Regions from separate parts of the Pan troglodytes genome. Here region 2 is linked to region 1. A link is a contact called in public Hi-C data. All regions are on one chromosome and are shown on one strand. Each heading gives the region's core, a stretch centred on a gene start, on an enhancer-like site or on the middle of the called end of the contact. The rest is flanking DNA. Distances are from core to core; before and after follow the strand shown.

What was found. Hi-C and Micro-C count contacts between places; a contact is called where the count stands out from the background.
Region 2: a contact with region 1 is called in a Hi-C map of stem cell-derived neural progenitor cells, with 4 times the contacts expected there. The contact joins the promoter of CAMK2D here to the enhancer-like site in region 1. A contact is called at or near these places in 1 of 7 Hi-C or Micro-C datasets (stem cell-derived neural progenitor cells) and 1 of 1 datasets of contacts at active chromatin or transcription factors (stem cell-derived excitatory neurons).

Annotation. Positions count from the first base shown.
Region 1 is chr3:114,944,394-114,951,791 of NHGRI_mPanTro3-v2.0_pri, reverse strand. It overlaps CAMK2D (calcium/calmodulin dependent protein kinase II delta), which reads left to right. Exons shown (of 18, transcript XM_063809802.1): 15 at 6,744-6,819. Among named protein-coding and RNA genes, the nearest start is that of CAMK2D, 290 kb to the left of the region's middle. Within about 2 kb of position 3,916, at least 16 of the 24 cell types and tissues checked have an H3K27ac peak or open chromatin away from gene starts, as enhancers often do. A contact at or near this core is called in stem cell-derived neural progenitor cells, where this site is marked.
Region 2 is chr3:115,236,889-115,244,286 of NHGRI_mPanTro3-v2.0_pri, reverse strand. CAMK2D (calcium/calmodulin dependent protein kinase II delta) reads left to right here and starts at 2,922. Exons shown (of 18, transcript XM_063809802.1): 1 at 2,922-3,910; 2 at 5,475-5,569. The coding sequence starts at 3,846.

The DNA.
Region 1 (7,398 bases), core at 2,667-5,166:
CCACCACATCCAAACTGCTATCATACATGATAATTGTCTACATACTTGCATTTATCTAGTGGTTTAAAATGTACACAGTATTTTATATATATTGTCTAACCATATATTGATGTTTATTCATACATGCATGCATTTATGGACGTTGACTCAGTACTAGGTGTTCAGACTATAAACTGGTCAAGTTCTAGTTAGATATATGAACATCCCGTGATAATGCAGTAAGATCAAAGTAACGTAAAGTAGCTGGGTCTGAAGCACGCAGGAAGAGCAATACAGACAAAGTGACACTTGAGCAAGGTATTGAAAAAGATTTTCAGGCAGAAGAGGGAGAGCTTCTGGCAGAAGGAAAAATGGCAGGAAAAGTACAGTTATCAAAGAGCCAGGACTAGCTGAGGAAAGGTGAGCCCCTTGGTGTGGCTGGAGAATATATAAAAGCCCTAGAGGACAAAAAGTGTCAAGAGATAAAGCAGGAAAAGTAAGAAGATCTTTAAAACAGAGAACTTTGGGCTTCAGCTTCTAGACCATGAGAGGAGGGGGACTAGAAACCTTAAAGGGGTGGGGGACAATGGCAGCTCTGTTCTATAGAGTGATGATTCTGCAACAGTGAGGAGTGAGAGAGGCCGGTGTGGGAGACCTGGGAGCAGGAAGGGTCAGGAACTTCCAAGAGCCTGAATCAGAGTAGTGGCAGTGAGCCTAGAGAGGAAGAAATGGCTCTGAGAAAGAGTTGGAAGAATGTAGAATGGCTAAAGATCTATGAGGAATAAAAAGAAAGGAGATAGCAAGGCTTCCAGTTTGGGCAGCTGAGTAGATTATGATGCCACTATCCAAGATGAGAAATTCCAGAGAGGCATCAGACTTTGTGAGAAAAATACTGAGGTTCATTTTGGGCACCCTGGGTCTGAAATGCCAGGACAAATTCAGATGTTTAGAATGCAGTTAGAAATATGAGCATGGAGCCTAGAAAGATTTAAGGTCTCCGAGATAGAGAATTGGCAGTCTTCAGCATGCGGTCAGAGCCAGAGGAGTGAATGAGATTGCCAAGAGTAAGCAAATGAAATAATTAAGAGGCTAAGGATGTATCCTGGGAAACATCATCAGAAGTGCTAAGGAAAAATAATGATCCATGGAGGATTGGATATGGAAACAAAGAAAGAATTGAATCCAGAAGAAACCCCAGGTTTTGAGCTGGGAGACTGGCAAAATTGTGGTTTCATTAGCAAAAATGAGTAAGTCAGGAAAACAAAGGAGTTCGATGATCAGTTTTAGACAAGTCAAAAAGTGTTTTCTGTCAATAAACGATAAGACATACTACTTTATACTTAAATTATTTCCATTTGTCAGTTTTATATTTCTTAAAGGCTGTCTGGTTATCACCAAATAATGTACCATCATATATTTTAAAAAGGTCATTGGATTGGGAATCGAAACCAATTGAGTTCGTTCTGGACCTACTATTCATTCAAATACTTATTAAACATTTCCTATACGCCATGCACTGTGTTATCTGCTGGAGATGCAATGGTGCAGTACCACCCTTCTAGAGTAATAGAGAAAACTGATTAATCAGTTACATGCAAATAAATATGTAAATACAAGTGTACTAAGTGCTTTTAAAAATCAGGTGCCAGCTATGTATGAATTCATAACATCGCGGGGACCTGACCTAACATGAGGCTCAGGGAAGACTTTTTTTTTTTTCCTTTTTTTGAGACAAAGTCTCGCTCTGTCACCAGGCTGGGGTGCAATGGTGCAATCTCAGCTCACTGCAACCTCCACCTACCGGGTTCAAGTGATTCTCCTGCCTCAGTCTCCCGAGTAGCTGGGACTACATGTGCACGCCACCACACCTAGCTAAGGCTTGTACTTTTAGCAGAGACGGGGTTTCGCCATGTTGGCCAGGATGGTCTCTTGACCTCGTGATCCACCCGCCTCGGCCTCTCAAAGTGCTGAGATTACAGGCATGAGCCACCGCCCCTGGCCCAGGGAAGGCATTTTTGAAGAAATAATAGTTGAATTGAGATCTGATAAAAGAAGTAGGAGCAAAATGGGGGGGTGCAGTTTTCCAAGAAGAGAAGACAGTACATATAAAGGGCTGGTGATAGGAGGCAGAATGTCCATTTTGAATTGGTAAAACAAAGGAGCAAGAGTGGATTGGAGAAGATAAAGTCAAAGAGTCTGAATGAGTCTAATGAGATGGGCAGAGTCCAGATTACGCAAGGTTTTGTAGTCTCTCTTCAGGTACCTATCCTGAGAGCAGTGAGAAGGTTTTAGAAGAGTTCAAATAGAAGGTTATCTGAAGAGATAGGCATTTAAAAAAAAAGAGAGAGAGAGAGAGAGAGAGAGGTGGTTGCATTGTAGAGAACAGAATAGTGAAGAGCAAAATTGGTTGCAGAAACACTAATCAGAGGGCTGTTACAGAGCCTGGACAAGAAATGATGGGTGCTTGTACCCAGAGAGAGTGGGGGTGAAGAGGAAAAAAAGTCGAAAAGAAGAGGAAGGCAAATTCAACAGAACTTAATGGATTGGCTTGAGGTGCTGGATTTAGGGAGTCAAATATGATCCTCAGGTTTCTTTCTGGCTTATGCAACTGAGAGATGATCTTGCCATTCACCAAAATGGGGATCCATGGAAGAGCAAGCAGGCTTGTAGTGGTGGCAGTTCTTAAGCTCAGTTCAGTATACGTTGGGTTTGAGGTCCATTTGAGATACCCAAATGGAGGCTCAAAAATAGCCTTGACACATAGATCTGAAGGAAGAGTCTAGAAAGGAGGTTAACAATTTGGGAGTCATTGGAATATAGATGACTATTTAAAACACTGGTGTACACAGGACTTTAGGGCTGCAGCATGAGATAAGGAGAGGGACTCAAATTGAGTCTTTAGAAGGAATTGAAGCATTTAATATCCAGGTAGAGAAGGATAACATGGCAAATGAGAATGAGAACATGTAGAAAAGCAAGAGAGTTAAGTAAAAGGAGAGTGTTCCAAGACAAGAAGGTGGGAAGGAGTGATCAGCAAACTCCATACCTTTGGGCAATGCCCATAATCCCTTTATTTATCTGTTAAACCAAGAAATAATCACTGCATTCCTGAGTATTGTTATAGTAACCAAATCTAATGTTTGAGGAAATGTTGAAATCTGTAAGTTGTTTTATTATGTAGTTACTCTCAGTTCTTGGGTTTTATTTTGTTTTCAAACACTGGGATCATTCACACCCTTATCTTACTCTTCCAGGCCTCTTAGAACAAGAGCCAAAAATATATGAATTTGAAAGGGAAAATGTTCCCAATTCTTTGTGCATAATTGCATGGAAAGTAATTCCACTCAGAACCTGGAACATCTCTCCCACTTGGTTTTCTCTTTTTCCTTTTCCTAAGAATCTAGAAATCGCCAGAAAGTACTTTGTGTCCTGTGAGTATAGGCTTGAGCACTTCAGTTCTAGAAATAAACCTAGTAGGTAAACAGCTTCCTGTGATTAAATGGCTAGCTCTGGAGTGGAAGAAGCTTCTGGTATTCAGGGAACACCTTACTGGTACATTCTGCATTCATCGTGGTATAATTAGGGACACGTCACAAGCTCTCCACTTTGACTTTTGGAGTGGTTATTTATTACTTGGTGTTCAGGAAGAGGGAAGGCCAGATGAGAATGGACCCCCTCCCCACACAACTTGTCTGTCCAAGCCACTGGCACAGTAACTGTTCCTCACCCTCACTGCTGATTGAGAGTAGAGCTAGCTAGCACCAAACCCTCACTCTTCCTCTAGGTCAGATGCTGGGCTTGTGGCAATAGTTCCAACCACAAGCTGACTACTATATACAAATGATTCATTTCCAGCCTTCTGCTTTCCTTTAAAGAGTCAGCTGTCATGTGCCGCCTGTGACTCACTCAAGCTCCTTTGCCCCAGTGAAATAAGCACTCTATAGATTCCTGAGTTCCAGGCCCCTCCTAAGCCAAACGAGTCACATTGTTTTTATGGTGATACAGCACGGAAGCATCCTGGCTAATTCCCATTTGTTGTCCTGCCAGCGAAAGCACCATCGTTTCTAAGCATAAGAAGTGAGAGAAGGCAATTTGTGTTGCTTTGTTTATGCAGGACAACCCTTAAGCCAGTTGTGGCATGCAAAATACTTAAGAGTGAATGCGTATTTCCACAGTGGTTCAGAAAGTAAAAGATGGCCATATACACCCGATGATTCTAATTCCATATTATGCTTGTGAGGCAGTGCAGAGACTTTCAGAAACTTCAGGAAGTGATCCTAAACTCTTCACACTCTATAAACTGAAGCCTACCCTAATGAAGCTCCACGAAGGACGTTGATCTTATGCTCATTTCAAATTGGCCATGTTTTCTAAACTGTAGTTTTTCCTATCAGCTGTATATCAGACCAAAAAAAAAAAAAATCTGTTAGTTTGAAATGAGGATTTCATGTGAGAGAGAAGTTTTGGTGGCCACATTTTTATAATCTCATTTTCTGAGATCCTCCTCACCCGTATCCCTTATATTCCAGAATCGGGTCAGCTGTCATTAGCTTTTGCCAAATGTTCATACTGTTGAGGCCACAGACAGATGAATCACCTATTGCCTAACTGAATTAAGCTAAAATGTGTCACTGGCAGGATCCTTATTACAAAATCATGCCCTGATACCACTTCTGTCAGTATGTTTTGCTGTTGAATGTATTATTGATATTCATCAATCAAATGAGCAAGGGCAAGAAATGTTTTGGACTTCTGTAGGAGCTGTGTTATGTTACTTTATATAAATGAAAAGTAATTATGTAACTAAATATGAATTCTAACCCATATAGTGATTTTTTAATATTATAGACCTTGACATTGTTAGCAACCATATTATGGACTAACTTAATCACATTTTATAGGATAGTTTATTACTTGTATTTGTTATGATATAGTCTCATATAGTCTCGATGAAGTAAAATGTGGTTTATAGAAAATTTATTTTTAAATAATGTCATCACCTAGGTAACCTGAAGTTTCAGAGTGAAAGTAAGCATTTAAGCTTGTGGTTAAAATCTGCTTGATGAAGATCAGATTCATAAAAAATGCAAACTGGTTTCTTTAGTCAATAAAGAATAAAACCTGAGGTCAGCTTTCTTCGTGATCAATAGCAGCCTCACTACCTCAGTAAGATAAGATGGGAAGTAACATTTTGTGATTCCCAGTCTATGTTCAGTGATTTTAAGGGAATATCGCAATATTCTTAAAATCCAGTAAAATTTGATTTCTAAAATATTTCATGCAGTAATTTTATAAATAAGAGAACAGTGTTCTGAAATCAAGAAAAGTTTATTAGTCTCAACTGATTAAATTCACAAACATTGAGCATCTATTCCATAAAAGACACTGAACAAAGCTTTTTAGGCTATACAAGAAAATAAAATGTTCTTTGCCCTCGGGAAGCTTTTAAGTTAACAAGGAAGACACATTACACAGTACAGAAAGTTTAATAACAATTTAAAACAAGTAATAATGTGTTTTAAACTAAAGAAGGTATCAAGAGATAGCATATGCATAATTGCCGAGTGATACAGATGCTGCAGGCTTTCAAAAAAGAGAAAGAACACTTGAGGCAGATGTCAGTAGAAACAAATTCACTGAATAGATAGGATTTGAGCCAAACCACTATTAATAATTTCACCAATTATGGGCTAGGAATAGAAACAAATCATGATTGGTGTTGGGTTTGACAGCTATACCTGGAGGCTTTCATCTTATTATCTGCCTACATCTACAGTATTGATTCATATGTCACTTCTTCAATTTGTAGAGTTCACTAAAGGCCATTTGTCTAAAAACAAAGGCCAGTCACAGTATCGGCATCCTTTTGTAGAGTTTGTCAAGCAGAAAAGTGAGAAAATGCAAATAATTATATAAAGTTCAATATCTCAATGCAAGATATCATCTTTACTCTGAAGATAGACATATTATTAGAATGATACTTTTTAAGATTGTCTTTAATAACATTTGTTAACTATGAAGAGAAGTATGTTTACTAATCCAATCAAGTTAAGGTAGTAAAAACTAATTTTATTTTATTTTATTTTTATTTATTTATTTATTTATTTTTTGAGACGGAGTTTTGCTCTTGTTGCCCAGGCTGGAGTGCAGTGGCGTGATCTCGGCTCACTGCAACCTCCACCTCCCAGCTTCAAGCAATTCTCTTGCCACAGCCTTCCCAAGTAGCTGGGATTATAGGCATGTGCCACCAAGCCCGGCTAATTTTGTATTTTTTTTTTTAGTAGAGATGAAGTTTCTCCGTGTGGGTCAGGCTGGTCTTGAACTCCTGACCTCAGGTGATCCGCCCACCTTGGCCTCCCAAAGTGCTGGGATTACAGGCATGAGCCACTTTGCCCAGCCTTAGTAAAAACTAATTTTAAAAAACATAGCCTTGACCGACCTTTCAGGTGACTGTTGTTTTCAAACAAATGGAAAATAGCAGTGCTTTCCAAACATGAATGTACTCAGAGGTCACCTGAGAGTCATGTTAAAATGCAGATTCTGGCAGGGCACAGATCACACCTGTAATCCCAGCACTTTGGGAGGCAGAGGTGGGAGGATCACTTGAGCCCAGGAGGTCAAGGCTGTAGGGAGCTGTGATTGCGCTACTTTACTCCAGCATGGGTGACAGAGTGAGACCCTATCTCAAAAATTAAAAATGAAAAAGAATATTTAATATGACTTTTGTCTTTTATTCTTACCCAACTCCATATTTTTGCCTTTAGCACGAAAGCAAGAGATTATCAAAGTCACTGAACAACTGATCGAAGCTATCAACAATGGGGACTTTGAAGCCTACACGTGAGTAGCAGACGTTTACTTTGCTTTCATGCATATGGTAAATATATTTTTTATATGAATGCATTCTTCAACACGTCTGAATTCACATATATTTAATTCAAGGTTTGATATGTCAACAATAGTTTTATTTCATGGTATAAATGACTAAGTGCCCCTAGGAGAGAAAAATTTATTTAAGATTTCAGAGGCCAGGCACAGTGGCTCACACCTGTAATCCTTGCACTTTGGAAGGCCAAGGTGGGAAGACTGCTTGAGGCCAAGAGTTCAAGACCAACCTGGGTGACAAAACAAGACCCCGTTTCTACAAAAAGTTTAAAAATTAGTCAGGCATAGTGGTGCACACCTGTAGTCCCACATACTTGGGAGGCTGAGGCAGGAGGATCACCTAAGCCCAGGAGGTCGAGGCTGCATGGAGCCATGATCACATCACTGCACTCCAGCCTGGGTGACAGAGTGAGACCCTGTCTCAAAAAAGAAAAGAAAAAAGATTTCACAGAGAGAAGGCTTGACTTCTGATCCAACGATTGGAGATTTCTTTGTAAATATGCAGATGTATAACCACTCCCACATCACACATAC
Region 2 (7,398 bases), core at 1,673-4,172, 290 kb before region 1:
CATTATCTCTTCGCTGTTTCTTATCTTATAACTTTGTAGCAGGGGAAATCAATGAATGTTAGTATCTGTTAATATCTGCCTTTGTTAATGTAAGCATTAGAAACTTGTACTTTCTGGGTGAAACTACTGAAGTCTTGGATTTTTTAAAATTCCAAGTTGCCAAAGAGGAAAGAGGGAGAATACTTAGTCATTTTATATCCACAGCCCTCTACCCTGCTCCTTGCTTGTAAATCCCCACTTGGCCTTTTAAGAGTTGAAATAGAGTCCAATCTCTCTCTCCTCCTGCAAGACCTGGTTGCAGTGGTTCTGATCACCATGGACCCCCTTGAATAAAGCCTGCCTTATTATCTTCAACAACTTTAATGACTAACTTTTTATTCACTAACTCTCCCTCTTAACTTTCTCTACCATGTTCATCAGACATGCAGTTAGTAAGGCATGTATAATGAAATGTAAATACATTTGGCACTAACATCCAGTGTTATTATGTTTATAGGTCTACATTTCTACACTTTTTAGAATTTAACTCTATTTTGTAGCTATTCCTGAAATGATGTTGAAGTAGAACAACAACAACAAAGTCTTTGATCTGACTATTTTTTTTTTTCAGACAGAGTTTTGCTCTTGTTGCCCAGGCTGGAGTGCAGTGGCGCGAATTCGGGTCACTGCCACCTCCCTCCTTCTCCCAGGTTCAAGCGATTCTCCTGCCTCACCCTCCAAAGTGGCTGGGATGACACGCATATGCCACCATGCCCGACTAATCTTGTATTTTTATTAGAGACGGGGTTTTGCCATGTTGGCCAGGATGGTTTCGAACCCCTGACCTCAGATGATCCACCCGCCTCGGCCTCCCAAAGTGCTGAGATTACAGGCGTGAGCCACTGCGCCCGGCTAATCTGACTACTTTTTAAGGAGGTTCAAACTTCAGAAATAACTGTAAATATTTGTTGAAATAAGAGAAATATTTAGTCTAAAATATAAATCAAAGAAAGAGTACGTACAGATTAAGCAGTGTTTGCTGTAAAAAATGTACACATTTATTGTCTAATAATACATCAGTATTAAAACTCAGTTATGTTTCCTTTATTGTACTGCACAATTATAACCATTTACAATTATTGGTAGTTTAAATAACTGAGATAAATACTGTAGTTATGTAGACTTCATTACTTGAATATTTAAGAAACAATTTTCTTCCCAGATGTAAATTTTTATATTACCTTTATTTATTGTTTTAATTTTACTTTTTCTGTTTCATTCTTAGATTCAGGGAAAAATATTAAATTATTTCATTATGGCCTTGGAGCCACATTGCTAAATAGTTCAGATATTACAAATCTTTAGCCAAGACCAAATTGTGTTTTTTTTTCAATTTATAGCCCAATTATTAATATTTAGAGACCAGGTTTCTTTTATGCAGTTCTTGGTATCATCTTTTTCTATAGCACTACATTTTACACAGTTATTTCTTGCCTTTTACGGCTGGGAATCAAAACACATACGAACTTCAATTTTGTTGTAATAAACGTTAAAATTTGTGAACATTTTTAGTACTTCAGTAGAAAGCTCACTCATTGGCAGAAGCGTTCCCCAGATCAGGAAAAAAGGAATTAGGATTATCTATGACCACAAAGTAACATTAATTAATAGCAGTCTTTGGGAGCAAGCAGCAGCGCCTTTAAATCTTAGATTCTCTTGTGTCTGCAAATTATGTTTTATCTTTCAGCTGTGAAATTTTGTCTATGAAGTAATACCACGAGCAAATTAGCAACAGGATTGCAAGGTTTTTATAGTCCCGTGCTGTAGAACAATTGGCAGTAATTTGAAAAAGACCGTCCATAACGCTGTTTTTGGTCTGCGGCTAAATTTGCAATTGCATAGTTTCATTAAGGAGAACTGGAAAGAGGGCCCAGAAGTTGTTCTAGCAATCGGCAGCAGTTTATCTATTTTAAATCGTAATGCATACTTTTTTTTTCCTCCTACTGAAAACAATGGCAGATATGCTAAAGGGAAGGACACATTCTTGAACTGCTAAATGGTTTTTCCAGATAGGCATTTACGGAGTGCACTCAATTGCCACTATCTGGCTGAAAGCAAAAGCACACACGACCGCCCCTTTTCTTTTTTCCCTTTGCAAAGCGAAACAGTCTAGACGTGTTCACGTGATGTGAATGACGTCAGCCCCCGCCGGTCGCGTGACCGACACCCAGCCTTCCTACTACCTCCCCCTGACCGCCAGAGTGGGAAATATCGCGAGAATTCGCCTTACTATCAGAACTTACTGAGGTTGCAGGGGAGTTACTCAGAAGGGAAGGGAAGGTGTGGTTGTGCGGCGGAGTTTTTGCTTTCATTCTTTTAACGTTCACAGCCAAAGCAAAGGCCTTTGGGGATTGCCAGAGTCTCAGCCACCATCCTGGAAAACAGCGGGGGAGGTGGGCCTGGAGGTGGCAAGTGAAATGTGGCTCAGGGGCCGTCATTGCCCCTTGCAGAAGGGGCTGCGGGGGAGGGAGAAAACCTGCGCCTGGTTCTGGGGAGCTGGCGACGCAGTGAACCCTGCTGAGGCTGGGTTTTGCCCCGACAGTCGCTGGTGGCTGTGGGAAGGGTTGGGACCCTTCTCTGAGAGCAATGAACAGCCCACATCCGGCCCCTGCTGTGTCAACTCTGAGCGGCGTGGAGATGAAGTGGTTGCTCTCCCTTGCTCGGCCCACCGGGTGTCGTGGCCCGGGAACCGGCCTGGAGAAGTCCCTGCTGCCCGGCGCCCAAAACAGGGGCGTGGGCTTCCGCGACCCAGGGCGGCTGCCCCGGGCCATCCTCGAGTTGCCCTGCATCTTCCCGCTCAGTCAGCCCCAGATTGAGGCAGCCTTCTCTGTGCGGGTTTAAATGGGTAACTGTGACGTCTCGCCTCATTCACCCAAACCTCCAGTCTTCTCCCCCGCACATCCTCCTCCACCCACCTGGTTTCTCCCTAGACTGGTGTGCTCGTGTGTGCAACCAAAGGAGGGAGTGCGAGAGATCCACGAAGGGACAGGCTTGGAGTCGCTAGAGGGAGGTGTGGGACCAGCGAGGAGGGGGCTTCGCCAGGGAGGGGGTGCTGGCAGGCGGAGGGAGCGGCGGGAGGAGGCGCCGGGGGAGGAGACGGAGGCCTGGAGACGGCAGAAGAGGCTTCGCCTGAGCCGAGCGCTCTTTCTCTCGCCGCGCCGTCTTGGAGCCGCGCGGGCTCGTGAGCAGCGCGAGGCCGCCAAGGTGCCTCGCTTCGCCGGAGCCGCTGCCGCCCGCCGGAGGGAAGCCGGCCTCGGGCGCGCACGCTCGCCGGAGCCCCGGCGCGCCCCGCGCCTCAGCCTGCTGACAGCGGCCGCTGGGCTCAGGCTGTCCGCTCTGGGCTCCGCGGCCTCGGCCCCGCTGCACTCCACCTCCGCCCCCTCGGACTCCCTCCCCCCTGCTTCTACTCCTCCTGCTCCAGTGCGGATCGTTTCGCAACTGCTTGCCACTCGCCCCGTGCCTGGCTGTTTTTCCATTTCCCGGCCCCCTCTTCTTGAGTACTTTACCCCCTGCATTTGGGGACAGGGACTGGAAAAGGGGCGGGTGGAGCGTCCAGTGGAGAAGAAGGAAGCGAGGCCCGCAGGAGGAGGAGGATCGGCGGACCGTGGGGAGGAGACCCCACGCCACCCTTTCTGGTCATCTCCCCTCCCGCCCCGCCCCTGCGCACACTCCCTCGCGGGCGAGCTACTTTCGGACCAGGAAAGTAAGAGCGGCCCTGGGTGACAGCGCCGCGGGGCCAGTCCCGGGGTTAGTCTGCTCGCTTCTGGTCCGTCGCGCTCCCAGCCAGGGCACAGCCCGGACCGAGGATGGCTTCGACCACAACCTGCACCAGGTTCACGGACGAGTATCAGCTTTTCGAGGAGCTTGGAAAGTAAGCACCTTTGCCCGGCATCCGCATATCCCCTTTCCAGCTGAGGGCGGGTCGCGTTGCCCCCGACCCACCGGCCTCCGTCTTGGGGCGAGGGAGTTTGGGAGAGGAATGGGAGGAGGGCCCCTGGTTTGTCAGCTCTGGGGAAGGTGCTGTCTTAATAAAGGGAGGGAGCACAGAAGGGGTAGGACCCTTACTCCAACTGTGGCTCATTTTGATGGTCCCCCACCCTCCTGCACTGAGAGACTTAGTGAATTTACGATCTCTGCAGTTGTAGCTATCCTGAGAAGTGTGCGCGCGCGCCTGTGTGTAATGTGTGTTTGGAGAGGAAATTAGAACCCATGTAAAATGCAACATAGATCATGTTTTCTGTAAATAGAGATGCCTCCTGGTTAGCCGGCGTGTCGGCCGTATGACCCAGGTACTGATGAGAACTCACAGCCTCAGACGGTGCCATATTTATTGATGCCGAAAGTTCAACTTGGCATAGAGTCTATTTCGCATCCAGTAGTTGTTCTGTCCAGGAAAAGGGCCACCCAACAGAACCCAACCCCTTGCCCTATATCCAGTGTTGTTCTTTGCACCAGATTACCGCTCACCATCATTCTTCCTAGGATTTACGTGTGCATCTTTGCGTTCTCTGGGAGGATTTATTTATACAGGCAGCGGAAAAGCCCTCTGGAAACTGAGAGCGCTCTTAAGAGTAGCCTAGCATTGTGTAAAACCACCTCCTTCACCCGACTGGCAGAACTACTTGGAGATGTTAGGGAAGGAGGCAGGAGACCTACTGAGGACTTATGCAAAGGGACCTAGGGGCCAAGCCGTGATTGCTGATTTTTGTAGCATGGAACCCAAACCCAATTCCTCTTTCACTAGTTTCGACTGTTACTTTTATGAAAGGAGTGCATTTATATGTATGTTGTTGGTTTATACTGTAATTAAAGGAAAGGTAAATATTTTTAAAAGTAATAAAAATTACATATGTATATATTGTCTGGTGTGAAAACATGGAGAATATGTCGGAAGAGCAGCTTAATTCAAATCTCTCCCCTCCCCCAGTCCAAAACAAGGCATAGAGAAATCACCATACCAGGATTTGTTAAACCACACTAATGTGCTCAAGATTTATATTTTGATGAAAATAATCGTCATGTTTACTTACTTGGAACCACATTAATTTTTTGTTTCCTACCAAAATAAGTAGGCAGCAGATTTTTTTGCTGCTCCTCGTCTGCTCTGTTCTGTGCAGGGTTTTTCTCAGAGCATTTGGTGCTGTGAGTGTGAACTGTAAAATGTTTTCAAATTTCTTGTGCAAACAAGAGCGGTCATAATTGGCAGTTCCTTTCATTTTGTTGATTAATAATGTGTGCTCCCAGTTAAATAAAATTTACTTTTATTCTTCAACATTAAAGAAAGTCTGGGTTTCCAGGAAGAATTGTTCATTTACTGGATATTACTGTACTTCACTGGCAATCCACTAAAATCAATAAAAATGCTCAGATTTTATAAATTTTTAATGAAATATTATATCTGTTATATTAATGACCTGCTAATTATTGGTTTCCAGGGGGGCATTCTCAGTGGTGAGAAGATGTATGAAAATTCCTACTGGACAAGAATATGCTGCCAAAATTATCAACACCAAAAAGCTTTCTGCTAGGGGTGGGTATTTTCAACCACATATATTGGTTAATTTTGTATTTGTCATGTTGATTATAGGTTCTGTTGTATGTAAATATATCATGTAGTTATAACTGAATTTTAGACTTAGGTATCATATTATATATTAAGATTATTTTCTTCCTGAATGCTTCTTGGTCTGTACAGCTTAAAAATACGTGGAAAGATATAATTATTATTTGATACATTGCTATTAAAATTCTATCTGTCCTATGAGCAATAGCATGAATAACTATATTTTAAAGCAAATAAATGTCAGGTGCATTTTGCTTATAGTTTAAGTATAAAATAACTTTTAGACCATGGAATGGAAAAATATAAGTCTCACAACTGTCATAATTCCCTTTTGCTTTTGAGAGGGAAGTAGGTCATAGCTCAGTTGAATCATACATTTCAATTGTAGTTACACTTGAACTTAATTCATCAAGGTATATTTAACAGTAATAGCTTTGGTAAGAAAATTTATGATTGCTATATTCTAGGAAGTTTAGTTTTATTTTGATGTTTCTGTGTGCAGCTCAGACCTTGGTCTTCGCATTAAGGCTTCACACAGACTCATGTAATGTATTTTACACATGTAGTTTATAGGTACAGAGATAATTCATACTCGTAAAATAGCTGTTGACATAACCAAAAAACTTGGAGGGCTCTCACTGCATTCTTTTTATTTAGTAGAACTCATGCAAAAGTACTTACGCTGAAATGTTAGGCATTCCAATTATTGTGGGCACGTGTCTGAGGTATTTCCATGGGAATTTATGGTTTGATGAAATAAAAATGAAATGAAAATGAACAAAATACCATAGTGTACGCTCATCTCAGTGACCTGGTTTATTTTAAGTAATGAGAGAAGAAATTCCATTAGGTTTAGTTTTCCTCATTTAATATGTCTTTTCAAAAGTGCTTCTTACCAAAATCCTAGCATCATTGCTTTCGGTCTCTGCCATGATTAGTTTTTCCATATTTATTGCAAATTCTACTTTTAACATGCATTTTAGGTTTAGGTTGGTATTTTAGTTTATCCATTCACATGGGTTGTTGTTTTAATTTCCTTCATCTGATTTTGACATGATTCTGAGAAAGATCTATAAAGTAACCAGCACCATAGAATCATGGTATGAAAACTAATGAGAAGAATATTATGTTAATTATGTTCTCTTAGTCTCTACTCCACAGAAAGGTTTTAACAATGAAAAGGAATTGCTAAACTATAAGTGACATTTTAATTTAAAAAAATGAAAATGTGTAATTAGAATCTTTCAGTGCTTCTCTTATTTCCTTCTGTGTGCTAGATACTTTTGGCTGTGGTGGGGGTATCATTTCTTTTGAAAGCATTGCAATACCTATTCCAAGATTTTTGGTGGTGTTTCTTTCAAAACAAATCAGTGTAGTGCTTCACTTTTACTAACTTTCTTAATTAGAGCCATCCCTCTTCACTCATCTGAATTTGTCCTCCCTAAATCAGAATAACAAATGTACTTATCCCTGATCACATACATTTTACTCTCTTTTCCCTTCAATCTGTGGAGAAGAAGCCTTCTTTGGCCTGATGGAATCTTTTCTCATTGCTACTCCACCAGTGTTTCCTTACTTGCTCATATTCTGCTTCAAAGAACTACCTACATGACCCAAAGCTTTTTACAGCTTCTGGATGTAATGATTTTCATTATTCTACTTAGGAAAAGGAACTAGGGTGAAGAGTTAGGAGACATTCTTCTTGCCTGTTCTCTGCAATTTTTTTTCCTTGTGACTTTGGGCAAGTTTCTTAACCTGTTGTAGGTTAACGTACCTAAGAGTGAGCTGGTGGTGAA